Linked DNA regions of Mus musculus: regions 1 and 3 are each linked to region 2. Evidence: chromatin contacts called from public promoter capture Hi-C data. All regions are on one chromosome and are shown on one strand. Each heading gives the region's core, a stretch centred on a gene start, on an enhancer-like site or on the middle of the called end of the contact. The rest is flanking DNA. Distances are from core to core; before and after follow the strand shown. Region 1 holds the start of Ireb2 (iron responsive element binding protein 2). Region 2 holds the start of Scaper (S phase cyclin A-associated protein in the ER). Region 3 holds the start of Idh3a (isocitrate dehydrogenase 3 (NAD+) alpha).

Region 1 (4,145 bases), core at 161-2,660, 1.1 Mb before region 2:
AGCAGAACTATTCAGTTCAGCCTCGTGAACAATGAAGTTATACGTGAGCTCTTGCTTCCATCTGAATGCATCGCAAATCCAGACTCAGTTTCTTGGTATGTGAGTTTGGTTACTGTGTCCTTCCTAGTTTGTTTCAGTTTCATGGAGATGATTTCGAGAATAGTCATGCCCTTGAGACTTTCTGAGAAGACTGTCACAGTTGTTAAGGTCAGGAAGCCAGTGGATCAAGTGGACTTCTAAACAGTAATGGAAGAGAGGAGCCAAGGATAGCGTGCTGGTATGTGCTTAGGCGGTGGCATTCGCTGGTGTAGGTGACAGACACATAAGGACTCAGTCACTGGCTTGGGTGGCAGTGGTTGTGGTGGTGGTTTTGCATAGGAGATGCCTGTGGTAACAAGCGTTAGGATATATTCCTCTAAGCTTAGGAGATGGGTTTGAGTTGTAGGTAGGCTAGAGAGCATCAGCTTATGAACGGATAGCTGGAGCCAATAGACAGATGAATGAGCCAGAGGAAATGAAATCTGGTGCAAAGCTCATGTCACGAGATAGAGTTAATGACAGTACACTTAATAGCTGGGCAGAGAAAGGCCCTGGTAGAGGAGACTGGGATGAAGCAGGCTTGGAGGCCAGGAAGTACAGAATAGTTTTGGAATTATGGAAGCTAATACAGTTTGTCTTAGCAAACATACTAAACAAACAGTTAAAGCAAGAGCTGGGGTATTAGCAAATAGTTATGCCTACCTTTATCACAGGCATTTTTGGAAGTGGAAACCAGTCTGAGAAGGGATAGGAGTGGGGAAGAAAAGGGCAAACCAGACAACTCCAAAGAGTCCGCTAACCAAAAGACAAGACAGGGAAGACATAAGGACTCTCCCTGGCGGGGCCAGAGAGAAACTTAGGACACCATCACGTTTAACTGCTCCTGGGAAGAGAAAGGTTGAAGTTATAGGAAAGTATGGACATTTTAATTCATTCAATTAGTCGATTGCCTATGTGTCCCATTAACCCGGCCTTGTTCTCTTGAGAATGCACGAGTGGGCGCCTCATTACATCACGGCTTAACACAAGGCTTTACCATGCAGGGAGAACTTGAGTCCCAATCCTGGCTCTTTCCTACAAGACAGTCCTGCAGACATCGCGGGACCTCAAAACCTCACGGTATACTTTTGGGCCCACAAGAAAGTAACGGAACCTATGGCGTCCCGTTGTCAAAGTTACTAACCTCCCAGGGTTCCGCCCCCCCACCTCCAGCTCTGGAGAACAACAGAGGCTGCGCAGAGACCCGCCTACCCGCTGGCTCCGCCCCGCTCTTTCTTTGTTTCGCCGGTCCGAGGATCTCGCGAGAGTTAGCCGGCAAATCCCGCGAGCGCGGACCCCGGGCCAGCTCTGCGGCTCTCGCGGTGCCTGCGCGAGACTGCTTCCTTCCTCCTTTCCCCTGCCCGTCCGCCCGTCTTCCTCCCTCTCTTCCCGGCCTGGCCTCCCCCTCCTTCCCCCGCTGGCCCCCTCCCCGCAGGGATAATATGGTCTCCGGCGATGGACTCCCCAAGTGCAGGTCAGTTCCCGGCCGCCGCCTTAGCGTTGGCGGCTGGTGGCGTGCGCTGCTGTACATCCGTGGCCCTCGCTGTGCTCTGCTTACGGTCACCCGGGGGGGCGGTCGGGCCCTCAGGGCTTGGTCGTTCTCTCCCCTCGGGGCGGAGGCCGCGAAGGCCGGGCGTCCCCGCCCGCGCGTCCCGCTCTTCAGCGGAGCGCTAATTCCGCCCCTGGCCGGGGCCCGCTGCTTGTTGGCTGCAGCCTCCAGGCCCCCAGGAGGAACTGCTGGGGCAGGGACAAGCCCACGTCTTTCTCTGCCCGCCCCCCTTTTGTGAGCATTGAGTGTCGGAAGACCTGGCTCCCTTGTTTGGCTTTCACTCTGCTGGCTGATCCTTCTACCCAGCATCCTGGGATCTCCCTTTCTTTGCTCCTGGAAGTGGAGGGGCTGTCGAGGCTGAACGTTAGCCGGTTCCCAGATCATTTGTTGCAGTCTCCTCCCCCATCCACCTCCCTCCACAAAAGAAAAACACTGTTCTTTCTGAATGGACTGTGCTTGTCTTTTCTGGTTTTGGAAGAAGATCTTAGAGCAATGTTTAAGGGTCTCACCCATCCAAGTAATGAGGCCGCATAATGAATTTTTATCTACCTCACCCTTTCTCACAACACTGAGAGTGGGGGCATATTCAATTAGTGCATAACCATTAAGGGTATATCTCTTAGTAGAATCTAATGTGCCAGTTTACCTAGATATTTTGATGGTCACTTTAAAAATCATCTTTAGTGTTCTGTTGTTGGATTTTTAATTGCCTTTTGAACCTCTAACAATGGTTTTGTCAAAGCATTATCTCTGTACTTAAGCATGTTCAGGGCACGATTTCTGAATGCTTGTACATCATTTAAACCATTCTTATGGTCTCTTTGCAGACATTTAACATTTCTAAGATTGAAAAGCCATTGGGTGGGTAATGCTGTAATCCCAGCATTCAGGAGACAGAATGGGCGATTATTGCCTCTACTTGCAGGCTCTCCTGGGTTGCCCAGTGAGGTTAAGTCCACTCTGGGATACAGTGACAACACCCTGTGTCAACAGGCAAGGTAGAAAGCTGTCTGTCTCACTAGTTTCTGTTTGACAAGAGTCGAGGTTTAGAATTGTCCCCTTGCAGTCCCGTGGAGACGAGTCTTGTGTCTGTGGTATGGGACAGTCAGCACCTCCATCACTGCCTCCATGGTTCAAGGTGGCCCTCGTAGCTGCCCCGCAGGGTAATGCAAATGTGCAATATTCCCATCAGCTTTCCATCACACACAGAGTTCTGCTGAGCAAAAGTTTGGGTGTTTTCTCTTTGAATAAGGTTCTTGGTAACTGTAGTTAATGTACTTAATGTATTTGATGGAATGTATTTAATGAAAGGCATTTGTTCTTTTTCTTCTCCAGGATACACCTTTGAGTACCTTATTGAAACATTAAATGGCAATTCACAGAAGAAGTTCTTCAATGTACCTAAACTTGGCGGCACCAAGTATGGTAATGTTGCTTTACGTTTTTCGTGGGCTTAGTTTCTAGTAGTTACAGTGCATTGGTCAAGGTGAGCAGAAGACATTTTATAAAACTTCCTTTGGGACTTTTGGTTGAGAACAATAGAAACCATACCTCGATTTCTTCTTTAAACTTTTAGTTAATTAGATGCTGCCTCTCCTCCCCTCCCCCCAGAAGCTAATCTTATTTTTAAAAGAGAACATCATAATCTATAGTGACTGAATGTGTGTGTTAACTTTTTCAATGGTCAGTGCCTCTGGTTATTGTTTTGTTTTTGTTTTTTTCAGGACAGGGTTTCTCTGTAGAATGTGACTGTCCTGTCATCCACTCTGTAGACCAGGCTGGTCTCATACTCAAAGATCTATCTGTTATTGCCTTCCAAGTGCTAAGATCAAAGGCAGGGACCGCTACTGCTTAGAGCCTCTGATTATTCTTTAAAAATATTTATCATCTTTAAATAGAATCATCAACTGAGCCCACTGGTTCAAATTGTTCTTCACTGCTAGGCTTGATTCTCTGACACTTTGGTAAACGTTTTCACATTCCTCATCGGGGTCAAACCTTTCATCGCATTCTCAGAAAAATGAACGTGCTTAACCTGGCCATTGGATGGATGGAGTCTTAACTTTGATTTTCAGTTGTCTTTTGTTTTGAGACATGGTCTCCTAAGTGGCCCAGGGTGGCCTTGAACTGTCATTTCTGTCTCAGTGCTGCAGTGGGAAGAAGGTCCCACTAAGCACAGCTTTTGATTTAGTTGACAGTTGAGCAATTTTTCTAACAAGACCAAAGAATAGAAAACCTGTTTGGAAGAATGGTTGCTGGTGTAAGCTTTTATGAAAAAAATTCATGGCCAGCCTTCTACAGTTTGGAGAGAGATTTTCTTTAGTCCTGTTTTATTGCTCCTTTATAAATACTGCAGATTTTTATGAATTTAAATACTCTTCATGTATTATATGTATCTATATGCATTTTGAGACAATGTAGGTATTTTTTTTCTTAGAACTATATTGCTCTTTAAAAATAAAAATAACTATTCCCTAGAATGGCAACAGTAGCATTCTTTCTGTTGCAGTAATTTGTA
Region 2 (4,269 bases), core at 911-3,410:
CCCGACATCATCCATTTCTAGTGATTCAAGAATATTTACAGGTAATCCACAAATGATTTCTGCTTTTCTTTTTAAAGTGCTTTGGGTTGGGGGAGAGGGGGTGCATGAAGATGAAAAGAAAGCATCAGAACTCCATCCCCTTATCTTTAAATCATTCCTACATAGCACTCATGAAGGTTCACTATCAAGTCAATCCTCATTGATTCTTAAGATCTATGGAGCACAATGGAAAGGGGGGAATGTGTGTAAAACAGTAACACCTTGGGAACCTAGCCACCGAAGTTATTTATAAAACATTTATATAGCAACCCTGGTTTTGACATAACACATCAGGAATTTAATCACAGTGCTATGTGCTCAATGTTTATGTCCCCTCAAAATTCATGTTGAAACCCTAGCTTTCCAAAGTATAGTATTGATAGTGTTAGGTGAATACTTTGGGAGGTAATTAAGAGTGAGGGTCTTCATAAATGGGACGATGCCCTTTTAAAAGAGGTTAAAGGAAAACCCCCATTCTTCCTCATGTAAGGGTAAAGAAGGTATCATCTATAATCAGGAAGCAGGTTATCTATCACCAAACACAGAATCAGCTACCACCTTCATCTTAGACTTCCCCAGCAGAACTGTGAGAAACCAATCACTATTTTTATACATTTTCTAGTTTAAGATAATTTTGTTATAGCAGCCTAAACAGACTAACAGGAGAGAATTTTACAAATGCAGCTCAAGGGAATGAAGAAAGAGGAAGGATGGGGCATTTGCTTAAGGGTTATGACGAACGAGAAGCAGTTCCTTGTAGAAACATTATTTCTGCTAGTTTTATGACATGGATCGTATCCAAATGATGGAAACCAAAGGAAAAAAGCCACATCACACTTTTTCCCACCAACATAATTTCCCACATGACATTTTAAAATGGCTCTTGTACTAAAGATATTTGGATGTCAATGGACATTCTCAAGTCATTTTGGTGTATTTGTTGTAAATCAATCTGCAAGCATCTTGCAGAAAGTCATGCTTAACAGGAAAAAAAATTTACCAATTCAAAGCACCTACATAGGACAGGGTGGGTTAGTGCTGTGCTTATTTTTCTATCTTAAATCAGAAATCTGCCACATTACCAGCAAGTGATCAGGCTAAGCAATCATCTCTTTGAGCCTCAAGTTTCCCATTTATAAACGTCCACAGCATCTATCTCACTCTTCTCCCATGTGATGTGGATGAAATAAATCTGTAAATTGCAGCCGGGAATTATTTTCTGTTCAGGAAGATGATTGTAGCAAATTGCTATTCCACAGACAATAACGCGACACACGTGAGAAATACAGTCCACCAGCAGCAGGAGGCAGCCCATGGGGTAGTGAGACCTCCTTAGAGGGAGCCTTTGGGACAGCAGCAGGTGCTGCTTGGGGAGCAATTTTCTGGCTGCTTTCTAACAAGCCCCAAACTCTCTGGAGTCAGTTACTGACTCTAACCTGCTTCTGTGTGCAGGACTGCAAATCTGAGCAGAGGGGAGTGCTAATAAAGTACAGAGGCAAGGACGCTGAGGTAGGAGGCTCTCAGGTGAGAGAGGCCTTCGGTTTGCACCTGAGGCCTCAAGTAAACATTTGTAAAATGGGAAGAAAAAAAATTTTTTTTTTTTTTTTTTTTTTTTTTACCTCCATGCTTCCCTGAGATAGCTAATGCCTGAATCTAGGTTCATGGAAAGTGTGGTAAAGCCCTGGAGGGAAAGATGCTGAAAGTGATTAACTGCCAAATGCAGGCAAGCAGCAGCTTCTGAGGACCCCTCACTCGTGCAGTAGGGACATTCCAGTAGGCTCGGCTACCCCCTAGAGACAGTCTTCTGCCCCGACCCTAACCCCGGCCCGGCCTGAGGTCTGTCCCAGTCCCACGACCCTCACTGCCCCGGGGCCAGCTCGACCCTCCCCACCCTGGCCCGGCCTCCTCAGTCCACCTCGCGGCTCCCCTCCCCCGGTCACACGCCCAGGTGAGGGAGGAGGTGGAAGGGTTTCCGCCGCCATCTTGTCCCCTCAGCCCCACAACACAGGTTGCCCGCGCCCCTCCTGGGCCCGTCCGGGTCGAGGCGACGCGCGCCCCTCGCGGACACTTACCCGGGAGGCTTAGCTTACTTTGGGGCGGCTCCCAGCGTCCCGGCGGGAAAGGGGCGGGGTGGGGCGGGGCGGCCGCGGAGGACCGGGCGGGGCGGATGGACGGCGCACCACGTGACGCCAGCCGAAGCCCAGCCACTCCCCCTAGGCCGTCCTGGGCCATTCGCGCAGGCGCAGCTAGGCTCACTTCTTGCGCGCTCAAGTAGAAAGGTAAGAGTTTCCTCTGTACCGACGAACGTCTTTTTCTTCAGTGCTGTTCTCTTTCTTGGACTGACGGTCTACCTCAGCTTTGTCCACACTGGCCCCTTTCTCGGATTCAGCTTTCTTCCGGCGTGTCTTACCACCACAGCCCACCGATTAAAGACCTCAAGAAATGTGTGTGACAATCTTTCACTAAAGCACCTGGGACTTAGCCAAGCGGAGCTTAGTCTCCACTTAAAGGCTTGTTTCAAATGTCGGTGCCAGGCTTGGAAGGATCCAACTACAAAAACCTAAAAGGTAGGCTTAAGCTATTTCAAAGACAACAATAAGTGCAAGATGATTATGTGTAGGTATTTAAACCACAGTTGTGAACTAAATGGAAAACAATCTATGCCCGTCACAGTACAATATCAAGGAGTATTTTCTGCAGCTTTTCGTCCAGATGACTCTGAGATTCTAACTTGGCTCACACTTCTTACAACAGGTGGGAAGCTAACGGGTCACTGACATCTGCCTCACCCTTAAGAGGGTAAGAGTTATGGAAGCAGGTGCACGCTGTATTAGAGGCTCCTTCTAGGTCCTTCCGCCTCTTGGTTTCTTAGAAAACCCATTCGTTCAGTTGTTTGACAAACAGTTATGAAGGACCTGCCACATTAGCTCTACTAGCTTGCTTAGAGTCATAAATGAACAAAATAGGTCCTCCCCCAAAAGAAATCCTGGAGGGAGGAAATGTTTGTTCTTGAGCTCGGAGGAAACACAAATAATAAAAATTGTAAGTTATATGATAAGCACTATTGGTAATAAAGTAAGTGGAGATAGGAAGAATTAGTGCAATATAAATGGCGGTCAGGGTCTTGTTTCTCTGGTTTACTATCTTCTCTTATTCTCATGAGCATTTAAACAACTTCAATCTCTTTCCACTTCAAATCTCCCAACCACCAGCCCTCACTTCAACATGTTTTCATTCCCCCTCATAGCCTGCCCTTTGTACTTTGCAATTTGCAAGATATCTCCACTACTTCAGTTCCTCTTCAGGTCTGGACTTACTGCAGTTTGGTTTCTTCCGATTCTTTTCTAAAGTCACTAGTGATTTCTTTACTGCAAATCCCCACCTGCAGTAGTTTGAATTTTTAATGTTCCCCAAAGGCCCAAATATTGAAGGCTTTGTCTCTGTGGCAGTATTACCAGAAACCAAGGCCATGGAATACAGTGTGACAATCCCAACAAACCAGTCAACAACTCTCCCCAAAACCAAATAGAAAAGATAGTGATTTGTTGCTTTTAACAAAATCTCAAACATTAGATTTTACCAATAAAGACTCATGAGCCGGATTCTGGGGTGAAAGCTTGCTAGCTAAGAGAGGCAGAGAAAGCACCCAGCTAAATGCTCTAAGGCTGACATCCCAAAAGGCAATTCTTCTCCATGCTGTCCAATATGCCCCTCAACTTGATGTCCCTCCCTTCTACTTCCTGTGCATCTATCAGTCCTCCTGACTTCTTGCTCTCTATAGTTTTGTCCTGTGTTCACTCCCTGTCAGCTGGTTACTTGCTCCACCTCCTGACCTATGGTTGACTTCATTTAATCCTGTTTACAACAAACAGAAAGCTCTTGGGTTAAAGGTGTGGGTTAGGACTGAGCCACACCACACCTAGAAACAGCTTTCCTCCAGTACAATCTTGGGGTTCACAGTGTGATCAAATATCCAGCAACAATGATTATATCCGTGCCTTCCTTATTCAGCCATCATCAGAGAGGCTTCCTCATGAAGCAGATGGGATCAAATATAGATACTAACAGCCATATAGTGTACACACACACACATGCATGCACACGCAGAGAGAGAGAGAGAGAGAGAGAGAGAGAGAGAGAGAGAGAACTTGAAACACAGCTCTAAACAAGATGTCTTTCTATCAAACCACTACATGCAGAGCCCAGGGAAACCCAAGGAAGAGGAAACAG
Region 3 (4,343 bases), core at 943-3,442, 1.4 Mb before region 2:
AGTTGGGGAGATCCTATTCTGTCAAATCTTTCTCTGACTCAGCACTTTGCCACTCAGTAGACATCACTTTCTTTTTTTTTTTTAAAGATTTATTTATTATTATATGTAAGTACACTGAAGCTGTCTTCAGACACACCAGAAGAGGGAGTCAGATCTTGTTGGGGATGGTTGTGAGCCACCATGTGGTTGCTGGGATTTGAACTCTGGACCTTCGGAAGAGCAGTCGGGTGCTCTTACCCACTGAGCCATCTCACCAGCCCCAGACATCACTTTCAATCATGGGTGTTTCCTTCTGCAAACTAACTTCATCTTCATTCATTATTTGGAATTAAAGGAAGTAATAAGTCATTTCTGTATTCCAGCTTGAGGGATTAATGGTGTGTGCTAAGGCTGAGCCACACCACAACTAGAAAATGGTTTTCCAAGTAAACAACACAGTCTTAGAGTTCACAGTGTGATCAAATATCCTGCAACAAAGTTTCTTTGTGTAGCCCTGGCTGTCCTGAAACTAGCTTTGTAGGCCAGGTTGGTCTCTAACTCAGATCCAACTGCCTCTGCCTCCTGAGAGATAGGATTAAAGGCATGGGCCATCACTGCCAGTCTGCAAACTCTGATTTGTCCTCAACATGGTTTTTGTTTTTGTTTACCACGTTGAAACATAGAAACTGGGGTAATCTAAACCTGTGTTTCCTGGCCTTAGTTACTTATATTTGGTCAGACTAAACCCCCTCTTACTCTTTTTGAAGTAAGAGTTATAGTGTGTAAATGGAGAATGTGAGTGTGGTGTGTGTGTGTGGGGGGGAGAGAGAGAGAGAGAGAGAGAGAGAGAGAGAGAGAGAGAGAGAGAGAGGGAGGGAGAGAGAGAGAGAGCGCTTGAGTGCTTGAGTGCTTCATGGCTTCATGGTAGGTATCCTTACCTTAGCTTTTGAGACAGGTCTCCCACTCACTAAACAACCTGGGGCTCATCATATCAGCTAGGCTGTCTGGCAATGGCAGCAGGATTCACCTAGCTCTGGATTTTCATTGCTGGGGTTATAGATGCTCACTCTTTCCTGACTCTTTACATGGGTACTGGGTATTGAATTCAGGTCCTCATGCTTTTGAAACAAGCACCTAACCCACTGGGCCATCTCCCCAGCCCAAGAGCTGTGTTTTCTGAATTTATTTTATGAAAACACTTACATTTGCTAAAAACTTCAGATTGTACATTTACATCAAGTACTTTTTAAAAGATTTGTCTATTTTATGTATATGAGTGTTTTGTCTGCATGTAGGTGCCTGTGCCATATTGGTATCTGGTGCCCTGTGAGGCCTGAAGAAGGTACTGGATCCTCTACATCTGGAGTTACAGACATTTGTGAGCCATCATGAGGGTGCTGGGAACTGAATCCGGGTCCTCTGCAGACTAATAAATGCTTTTTATTCAGTAAAGCTATTAAAAAAAAATAAAAATTAGCCAGATGATGGTGGAACACGCCTTTAATCCCAGAACTCGGGAGGCAGAGGCCAGATCTCTGTAGGTTTGAGGCCAGCCTGGTCTAGCGAGTGAGTTTCAGGGTAGCTGAGGCTATGCAGAAGAACCCTGTCTCAAAAAACAAAACAAAAAAATGAAAATTTAAAAAAAAATGTAAGAATCAAGTTAGGCGAGGTGGTGCATGCCTACAGTCCCTGTACCTGGGAGATAGAGGCAAGAAAAGAGGAACCCCTGGCAGTCCGGGGTTCAAACCCAGCCTCAGCTACATAATCAGTTTGAAGCTCCATGATACTGTCTTAAGAAATGAAACAAAACAAAACAATGTTTGAAAATAAGCAAGATATTTGTCCCAGTGGGACCGCAAAGTTTTAAGGGGCGCACAATCCCCCAAATAAAGAAGGCTGATTGGTCCCCTAATAGGTCGGAAACAAAAAACTCATCCAAACAGCTTTTCAATGAATGAAGCGGGAGGAAGGGGAGGAGGCTTCCGGGTCGCAGCTGGGCCCGCTCCGCGCGTCATCAAAAGATGAAGGCGGTGATTGGTCAGCTAGCGGCAGCTGTGCAGCGGGGTCCGGAGCGGGGCGGTGAGCGATCGAGAGACCCGAGCTAGGGGCGGGGCCACACGGAGCCTCGGGGCGGGGCCGTGAGGGGCGGGCTTGGGAAGAGGGCTATGCGCATGCGCCCTGGTGTTGCCGCTGTCGCCGCGGTGAGGGAAGTGGACGCGATGGCCGGGTCCGCGTGGGTGTCCAAGGTGAGCGCTACAGGGCAGCAAGCTCGAGGGCGAGCAGGGAGAGTAGGCTGTGATCCCGCCTGATGGATGGCGGAGGCGAGCGCGCGGAGGCGGCTCATGGCCCGCGGGCAGTGTTTCGGGGAATGTGGCCGGCACGCCGTGCGTGGCTAGCCCTGAGCCGGGACAGCCGCGCCGGGCGGGGACGGCGTCAAGGTCAAGGCGGCCAGTACTGCTCCGGGTGTCCCCACCAGTGTCCTCCAGGATAGGTGCACAGGCCTCCCCCGGAGCCCTTGAGGGTCACAGACAGGCCACCTAGGCCCCGCGGCCCTGTCACCTGCGGGTCTCCGGGCAGCATGCCCAGGTCGCCCCTCCCTGATCCCTCAGCCTTTGACCGGGTAAACGCTGGGCGCAAGAGGGTTTTCGAGGTGAGGGAATCCCGGGCCGTTAGGCCAGCCAGATTTTTCTCTCTCTTGGAACTCTTCCTAGTCTGATGCCTGGTGCCCTGGTAGGTATTCCTCCTTCAGAGGACGCAGGGCATCGTGCTCCTTGGAGTTATACTCTGAACGTTCAGGGAGATCGCATCATCGTCCTTTCACCTTCAGTTGTTGGGACCCAGCGATCTGGGACTCTCTAGTTCTCCCTGATAGTTCAGGTACTAGAGCTGGAAGGCGCTTCAGGTTACATATGCAGTCTTTTCGTTTCCTGGTGGAGCTGACCTGCCCTCGAAGACAAATTTGCTCAAGGTCATACAGGAGGTCATTGTCATCTTTGAGAGAAACCCGAGGTATTTTGATTTTCTGTCTCTCCGGTGGCCAAGGTCACTTAGCTAATTATGGATATAGTACTGACCAGGCCGTAGGTCATCTGATGCCGTCGTGGGTGGCTCTCTAGAAGTCTGCTATAAGCAATGCAGATTTTTAAATGAAATTTGTATTGCCCTTCTCCTTTAAAGAGAGGTTTGGAGATGCACTATTGTTTATTAATAATTCAATTTAGGGGTTCTTAATTTTAAATCCTGACAAAGCCATTGGCCAATTGTGTATCCTCTGCAAACTATTTAACATCTGCGAACCCACCTGTAAGATACATGTGCTTGTGTCACAGGTATTTCTGCATGAAAGCACCTATTCCATGTAGAAGGACATGAAAGCCTGAAGCTTTCCTAGCTATCGATGTATCTGTCTTGGCAGTGATCAAGCAGACAGTGATTCTGGGACATCAGTAACTAGGCTTTTTTGTTTGGTGACTAGAATCTACGTTGTCACTATGTTCAGACCCACTTTTGCTTGAGATGCTGTTAGGTCACATTTGGTTTTAAAGGTGTAGCAACAAGTCAGTCCTTTAATGTCTGGGCTTACACACTCTACCTGATTCATGTTGCTAGGTGTAGTCAGCCTTGGGGGACTAAATAAGGCTAAGTAGTAAAGAGCGTCCTGGAAAATTGCTTTTTCCTTTAGCCCTGTAAGAAATCCACAAGAGTTCAGAACTTATTGGCCATAGGGTCAGAAGATGCTCCCCTGGGACTTGATTGCCTGTGTGACCTTTGGCAGAGTGGCCCAGGCTTTGGTTCAGTCTCTCTCAAGGGATTAGGGCTTAAGAAGGGGCTCCCGAGGTTAACTCGTGCTGAAGTACCAAATGGTATTTGGATTTTTATAGTACTGGGCTTCCTTTCAGGCAGGGCTTTGTTTTGTTTGAAGACAGTGTCTCCACTAGTCTAGCTGACGCTATAGGTAAGGCTGACCTGATCTTCCTACTTCCACCACCTTCCAAGTTCTGGAATTAGAGTTATGAGCCACCACACCCAGTGTCCGTTAAAGTTTTATTTGTTTCTTTTTCTTTTTTTTTTTAAAAAGGGTCATTTGCAGATCATAGGTGCTTTCCCAGTGAGAAAGTGAAGGTTTTAGAGGTTTTCAAGGCTCCAAAGACAATGATGAGCCTGGCTTACTTCCTACACAGTATCTCTTGGTTTGGGTTGGAATATGAAGGTAAAAAGGAAGCGAGGAGCCACAGGGTTAAGGTGATCCAGGGCCTGAAATCAAGGTCGGGAAGGTAAGGCTAGGTCCTCTTGCCTGAAAACGCGTCTCCTTGGGAATTACAGGAGTAAAATGATTCACAAGTATAGTATAAGGTGAAAGACAG

What was found. Promoter capture Hi-C pulls out the DNA fragments that hold promoters and counts their contacts.
Region 1: a contact with region 2 is called in a promoter capture Hi-C map of erythroid cells, with 20 times the contacts expected there. The contact joins the promoter of Ireb2 here to the promoter of Scaper in region 2. A contact is called at or near these places in 2 of 39 promoter capture datasets (erythroid cells and pre-B cells) and 1 of 9 other capture datasets (adipose tissue).
Region 3: a promoter capture Hi-C map of erythroid cells shows a contact between it and region 2, with 16 times the contacts expected there. The contact joins the promoter of Idh3a here to the promoter of Scaper in region 2. A contact is called at or near these places in 1 of 39 promoter capture datasets (erythroid cells) and 1 of 484 Hi-C or Micro-C datasets (CD4 T cells).

Annotation. Positions count from the first base shown.
Region 1 is chr9:54,862,345-54,866,489 of GRCm38.p6, forward strand. Ireb2 (iron responsive element binding protein 2) reads left to right here and starts at 1,411. Exons shown (of 22, transcript NM_022655.3): 1 at 1,411-1,552; 2 at 2,963-3,052. The coding sequence starts at 1,534.
Region 2 is chr9:55,935,959-55,940,227 of GRCm38.p6, forward strand. It overlaps Scaper (S phase cyclin A-associated protein in the ER), which reads right to left and starts at 2,161. Exons shown (of 33, transcript NM_001357652.1): 1 at 2,112-2,161.
Region 3 is chr9:54,584,319-54,588,661 of GRCm38.p6, forward strand. Idh3a (isocitrate dehydrogenase 3 (NAD+) alpha) reads left to right here and starts at 2,193. Exons shown (of 11, transcript NM_029573.2): 1 at 2,193-2,225. The coding sequence starts at 2,199.